Linked DNA regions of Mus musculus: region 1 is linked to region 2. A link is a contact called in public Hi-C data. All regions are on one chromosome and are shown on one strand. Each heading gives the region's core, a stretch centred on a gene start, on an enhancer-like site or on the middle of the called end of the contact. The rest is flanking DNA. Distances are from core to core; before and after follow the strand shown. Region 1 overlaps Slc9a8 (solute carrier family 9 (sodium/hydrogen exchanger), member 8). Region 2 overlaps B4galt5 (UDP-Gal:betaGlcNAc beta 1,4-galactosyltransferase, polypeptide 5).

Region 1 (2,887 bases), core at 330-2,829, 150 kb after region 2:
GAAGGAACTCCAGAGCAGCGTTCCCTAGGCTGAACATGAGGTCTTTCTGTTAAGCAGCAAGAGTTGGAGCTTCCTCCCCCATCTTGCTATGACCCTATTCCTGCTCATACCTGAAATGAAGGTGCCACCTCTAGCTATTCCGACACTCACACTCTCACTCAAGACGAGGCCTCAGTTGCAACCTCAGCCTCCCCTGGTGTTGAGGGGCCCTGTTTCACTTTGGAGCCAGGATGGCAGGGCTGGCTGTGGGAGGCTGGGTAAGGAGAAGCCAGGGAGCCCATTGCCAAGGAGCAAGCTAGAAGACAGCCTTCTAGTGTCATAGTCATTTGATCCACACAGTTCTCACCAGAAAGCCTCAGCTAAAGGTTTTGACCTGACCTGACCCCCTCAGGGCAGGCAACAGAGAACAGCACACTCCTCAGCTTCTGTCTGCACCCAGACCAGCTTTACATGCAGGGCACATGCATGCAGCTCCTGAGACTCCGTCACACCTGCTGTCAAACTCACCAGGCATGGGCTTTGTCCTGACAGCTCCTCCAAGAGAAGTTCAGCCAGTGCACTAGGCCGTTCTGATGTAGCTTGCATTGCCAGAAGCAGCTTTTATGACCACCCTAAAAGGCTGGGTTAAGTTAACCACACATTCTTTTTTTGTTTTTTCAAGACAGGGTTTCTCTGTGTAGCCTTGGCTGTCCTGGAACTCACTTTGTAGACCAGGCTGGCCTCAAACTCAGAAATCCCCCTGCCTCTGCCTCTCAAGGCTGGGATTAAAGGTGTGCACCACCACGCCCATCTTAACCACACATTCTTGCTCCTGGGAAAGGTGAAGTCGGCCTAGGTGCTCTGGCTTGGAGGATCAGACAGTATCAGATAAGAAGGCATCTCGGAGGGGAAGGCCAAGCACCTGCTGCTTGTGGCCCCACTGAAGAACCCACCCTGCTGAGCCGTGCTAACAACTCACCAGCTCGTGCACATCTTAAAATGCAGTCCCTATCTCCTTAGCGCTTGGGCTCTTTGGGGGCCCATAGTTTAATCAGGAGCCTGGAAAGTTGTTTTCTTTCTTTCTTTCTTTCTTTCTTTCTTTCTTTCTTTCTTTCTTTCTTTCTTTCTTTCTTTCTTTCTTTTGTTTTTTGGTTTCCTTTGTTTGTTTTTGTCTTATTTGTTTATTTATTGAGACAAGGTTTCTCTGTGTGGTCCTGGGTATCCTGGACTTGGTTTATAGACCAGGGTGGCCTCGAACTCACAAACATGCAGATGCTTCCTTCTAAGTTTTGGGATTAAAGACGTGTGCCAACCATGCGTGGCAGGAACCTAGACTTGGGAGGTGCTGTTTTCAGCACACACAAGTGATTGCTTGCACACCAAGTGCAGCCAAGCCTGAAAATGGGTCCTCCCTGCAAGCTCTGTGAGTTAGCTTCCTCTCGGACCTACTGGGGGGGGGGGAGTTAACTACAGTGCCCACTTTCTCATCTGTCATGTGGCCCCACAGTCACATGCTCACAATGTCTGACCCTGACTGATGAGTGCTCAGGGAATGCGTGGTGGGGACTTGGTTATTTGCTCAGTATCTGACAGTTAACTCATCACGTTGTGAAATTCTCAGTAGCAAGGGCCATTGCCTGTGTGGTAGTAAGGAAGCAAGCCAGCTGTGGTGGCTCACACCAGCAGTCTCAGCACTCACATTGCATTCAAGGCTTGCCTGGTCAAATAGCAAGACCCCATCTCAACTATCCACTTCCCCACCTCGCCCCAAAAGACTGCATACAAAGTCTGACACGGTGTGGCTGTTGGTGTGGTTTCAGGGAAGCTTGCTTAGTTACTACTGAATTGTAAGAGGAACCTGTTCTCTGGTTTCTTTCAGAAACGTGTGTGTTTGCATTTCTTGGCCTCTCCATTTTTAGTTTCCCTCACAAGTTTGAAATTTCCTTTGTCATCTGGTGCATAGTAAGTACTTTTCTTATTTTTCATATTGAATGGCTTATTTTTAAAATAGTAACTACATGGTTTGGAATCATTTATGTAACTGTTAACAGTTCAGAGGCAACAACTACAGAAATGTGCTTCTATAGAAAAGTTTTTGTGTTTATAAGATCTCAGTGTTTACAGTTTCAGTGACCTTGGGTGCTGTGGTTTCCTTTAAATCGTAGTTTTAGGCAGGGCATGGCAGTGGTGCCTATAACCCCAGTACTTGGGAGATGGAGGCAGGAGGATCAAAGAGTTTAAGGATAGCTGAGTGGTGGTGGCACCTGTCTTTAACCCCAGCCCTCAGGAAGCAGAGGCAGGCAGGCCTCTGTGAGTCCAAGGCCATCCTGGTCTATGGTGCAAGTTTCAGACCAACCAGGGTGACACAGTGAAACCCTGTCTCAAAGACAGTAAAAGGTTTTAACTATATGTCGTGTTCAACAACAGCCTAGGCTCCATGTCTCAAAAAAAAAAAAAAAAAAAAAAAAGGAGAAATGTGACCAACTGCAAGAGATCCCAAGTCTCTTGGGCCCTTTTGTGTCCTGTCTCCATCCCCATTGTGACTTCCTTTAGAGCAGCAGCCTGCCTATGTCACAGTCTGTCCTATGAGCACAGGTTGGGGACACCTTGGAAAGGCCTTCCATAGAAAGTTGTACTGGTTTTTGAGTTGCAGGATCCAATCCAGGGCCTTGTGCACATGCAGATGCTCCTCCCACTCCCTCCCGAATTGTGTGGAACGTGGAGCCGTAGTTGATTACCTGAGTCACCTTTGTGCTCCCAGCCGGAGCTCACTCAGCCCACCCTACTTGCTCTGAGGAGCCAGACCACACCAGAGACTGAGGTGCCTGACTGCCCTCACCTGACTCTACAGTGCCCCTAGGGGGAAAAATTAGCATACGCCTTCGCCAGTATGGAGTCTTGGCTGTCC
Region 2 (2,942 bases), core at 397-2,896:
AGAGGCAAGCGGATTTCTGAGTTCGAGGCCAGCCTGGTCTACAGAGTGAGTTCCAGGACAGCAAGGGCTATACAGAGAAACCCTGTCTCGAAAAACAAACAAACAAACAAACAAACAAACAAACAAGCCAATGTCCAAGCAGACACACGGACCTCCAGTCTGAACCCCTACGTCGCCCACCGACTTTATGAGAAGATATTGTCTTAACCCTCTTTCCATACCAGTGAACACGTTTTGTTTCAAATGACTTTTAGAGTGTTAGCCATGTGGTTAGTGAAGTCAGAATCTCGGAACTACAAAGCCCAGTGCTCCAGGACATAGAGTGACTTTACACTGACAAGCAGTACTTCCCACCACCGTGGTTCTGATCAACGCTGGTTGAACTGCAGTTAAAAGCCAATTTTAGCTTGAAAGCCAACTGTGAGGTGCCCAGCCCAGTCAGCAAATGCCTCCCACAGACTTTAGCCTTCTCTTGTAGAAGCGGGAGAAAGCATGGGGTTGGGGGAGGCTGAGACAGCACAGAGCAGGCATCAGTTAAGGAAGGCTGTCCAGTGTGGGATGCTAAAGTGACACTTTGCACAGATCAGTCTTGCTGATGGATGACACTAATTATTACCCGGCCCCATGCCTACACTGAGGAATCTCTTATAACCATGACACAGATAAGAAAAATAAACTCTTCCTCGAAGCTGTGGCTTACTCGGAGCATTTCCAGGCACAGAGCTGGCGTCTCCTCTTTCCTCCTGAGTTCTAATCCACCTGCAGTTGTCTCTTGCACACACAGAAAAAAAAATCCCTAACAAAACTACCAGATTGGGAAGAAAATAACGGGACATAATGAAGCCAAGAGGCAAAGAGAGATCAAGAGCAAACCCAGGCAGGAGTCTTTACTGTAGACCTGTGCACTGGTTAGTGTGCCTAGGGAGCAAGGCACAGCACAGTGGGAGCTGTCTCGGGTGTGAGCACCATGCTGAAAGCCATGGCCTTGAAGGAAGTGTCCAGGACTAGACCTCAGCGGGCCAACTAATCAATACTCAGAACAAATAAATCCCCACCCTGCAAAACACCAAGGTTCCATCCAAAGCCAACCCTGGGACCTGCTCCTTCCTGCAAAGCTGCGACAGGAAGAGCCTGTACTGCACAGTGAGTTCTGACCATTCCTGCAGAAGCAAGACAATGTTCTGCAGTTCAACCTGGTCCTCGCAGCAATAAGGCTCAGTCTTGGTCTGTGTGATGGGTAAATGGGTTAAAAATCTGTAACCTGTTTGATCTTCAAGACCTACACTCTGGAAGGCACCCGGGGTGATGTCTCTGTCACATGGGTATCACAGAGGACCAAGGCTCACATGTCGAAAGACAGTAATGTGTCACCAGTGTGTGGAATACTTTCAAAGTGCTCTGACATCTATGACTAACATCAGCTGTGTTTCTGAATAACTGAATCCCACCCTAAGCACCAGAGGTTACAGAGTCCCAGCTCTCCCTCGGCTGTCAGGGAAGACGAACTCACTGATTCTGCTTCTCCTGGCTTCCTATGGGGTCAGTGTACTTCCTGCTTCCTGCCGCACTGCTGAGTTTCCTAACGCCTGTGTGTGAGACCTCTGAGGTCACTGACTTGCAGGCTATTTGTTGCCTTTGAGTCACAGAAGCAGGAACAGAGGTCTGCCTAGGTCATCTGACCTGGCAAAGCCAGGTTTCACAGCTGGGCTGTCTCTGCAGTCCAGTTTCCCAAGTGCCCCAAACCATCCTCGTGTTATTCTCTGATATGATCTTTTTACTGTCAGGGTCACATGCTCAACTGATTCCCAGTATTCTTCAGTGCCAGGCACCAACACAATATGCCAGGAGCCATTCCGAGCACCTTCAGAGATTTACAGTTTTAAAAACTTGATGCTCAAATGAGAGTCATCGACTTAAACATTTCAAATTTCCTCACTGCACACACTGAGACAGCATAGCGACAGGTTATGACAAACATGAGTTTCTTTTTAAACAGAAGCTATAAAGCTAGAGAAAGATGGCTCAGGAGTTAGCATTCACTGAACAATCATAAGAACCAGAATTCAGATCCCAGCATCCACGCAATGAACCTGGCACTCCAGCTCCAAGGTGTGCATAGACAGGGGATCCCTGGGGCTTGCTGGCTTTGAGTCTAGCTGAGGAAACTCAAACTCTAGGTCCCTGGAGAAGAATCTGCTTCAGAGGCACAGGGGAGCACACACGGGCACACATGGGCACAGGGGAGCACACACGGGCACACACGGGCACAGGGGAGCACACACGGGCACACACGGGCACACACGGGCACAGGGGAGCACACACGGGCACACACGGGCACAGGGGAGCACACACAGGCACACCTGCACTCAAACACAGACACTTATTTTAGTATATGAGTACACTGTAGCTGTCTTCAGACACACCAAAAGAGGGCATCGGATCCCATTACAGATGGTTGTGAGCGACTATGTGGTTGCTGGGAATTGAACTCAGATCCTCCGAAAAAGGAGTCAGTGCTTTTAACTGCTGAGCCATCCCTCCAGCCCCAACAAATAAATCTTTAAAAAAAAAAAAAGTTATAAAAAGCAAGTGTGGTGGTTCAGGGCTGTAATCTCAGCAGAGACCTGAGTCAAGAGGATTGGGAATTCAAGGGTGTCATCATCTTTATAAGTGTTTGAGGCTAGCCTGGGCTACATGGGACCCTGGTTTGTTTTGTTTTTGTTTGTTTTAAAGCCATTCCTGGTAATCCATACCTTTAATCCCAGCTCTCGGGAGGCAGAGGAAGGCCACCTAAGGTTACATAGTGAGACCCCATATCAAAAACAGGTAAACAAACCAAGAAAAAGATTGATTTCTAGAAAGCAAAAATAAAAAGCTACATCTCTTTCCTCTAAAATGCAAGGAGACTTTTGGCTGCAGAATTTGCACGCACACATTATCAC

What was found. A called contact is a pair of places that touch in the nucleus more often than the background predicts.
Region 1: a Hi-C map of bone marrow-derived macrophages shows a contact between it and region 2, with 45 read pairs. The contact joins two enhancer-like sites. A contact is called at or near these places in 1 of 15 datasets of contacts at CTCF or cohesin (CD8 T cells), 3 of 484 Hi-C or Micro-C datasets (bone marrow-derived dendritic cells, bone marrow-derived macrophages and nephron progenitors), 4 of 115 datasets of contacts at active chromatin or transcription factors (the 230-238 cell line, bone marrow-derived macrophages, embryonic stem cells and 1 more) and 4 of 9 other capture datasets (adipose tissue, embryonic stem cells, liver and 1 more).

What each region holds. Positions count from the first base shown.
Region 1 is chr2:167,465,827-167,468,713 of GRCm38.p6, forward strand. It overlaps Slc9a8 (solute carrier family 9 (sodium/hydrogen exchanger), member 8), which reads left to right. Exons shown (of 17, transcript NM_148929.3): 12 at 1,859-1,941. Among named protein-coding and RNA genes, the nearest start is that of Spata2, 26 kb to the right of the region's middle. Within about 2 kb of position 1,580, at least 16 of the 459 cell types and tissues checked have an H3K27ac peak or open chromatin away from gene starts, as enhancers often do. A contact at or near this core is called in bone marrow-derived macrophages and microglia, where this site is marked.
Region 2 is chr2:167,317,580-167,320,521 of GRCm38.p6, forward strand. The region is part of intron 1 of B4galt5 (UDP-Gal:betaGlcNAc beta 1,4-galactosyltransferase, polypeptide 5); the gene reads right to left. Among named protein-coding and RNA genes, the nearest start is that of B4galt5, 30 kb to the right of the region's middle. Within about 2 kb of position 1,647, at least 128 of the 459 cell types and tissues checked have an H3K27ac peak or open chromatin away from gene starts, as enhancers often do. A contact at or near this core is called in bone marrow-derived macrophages and microglia, where this site is marked.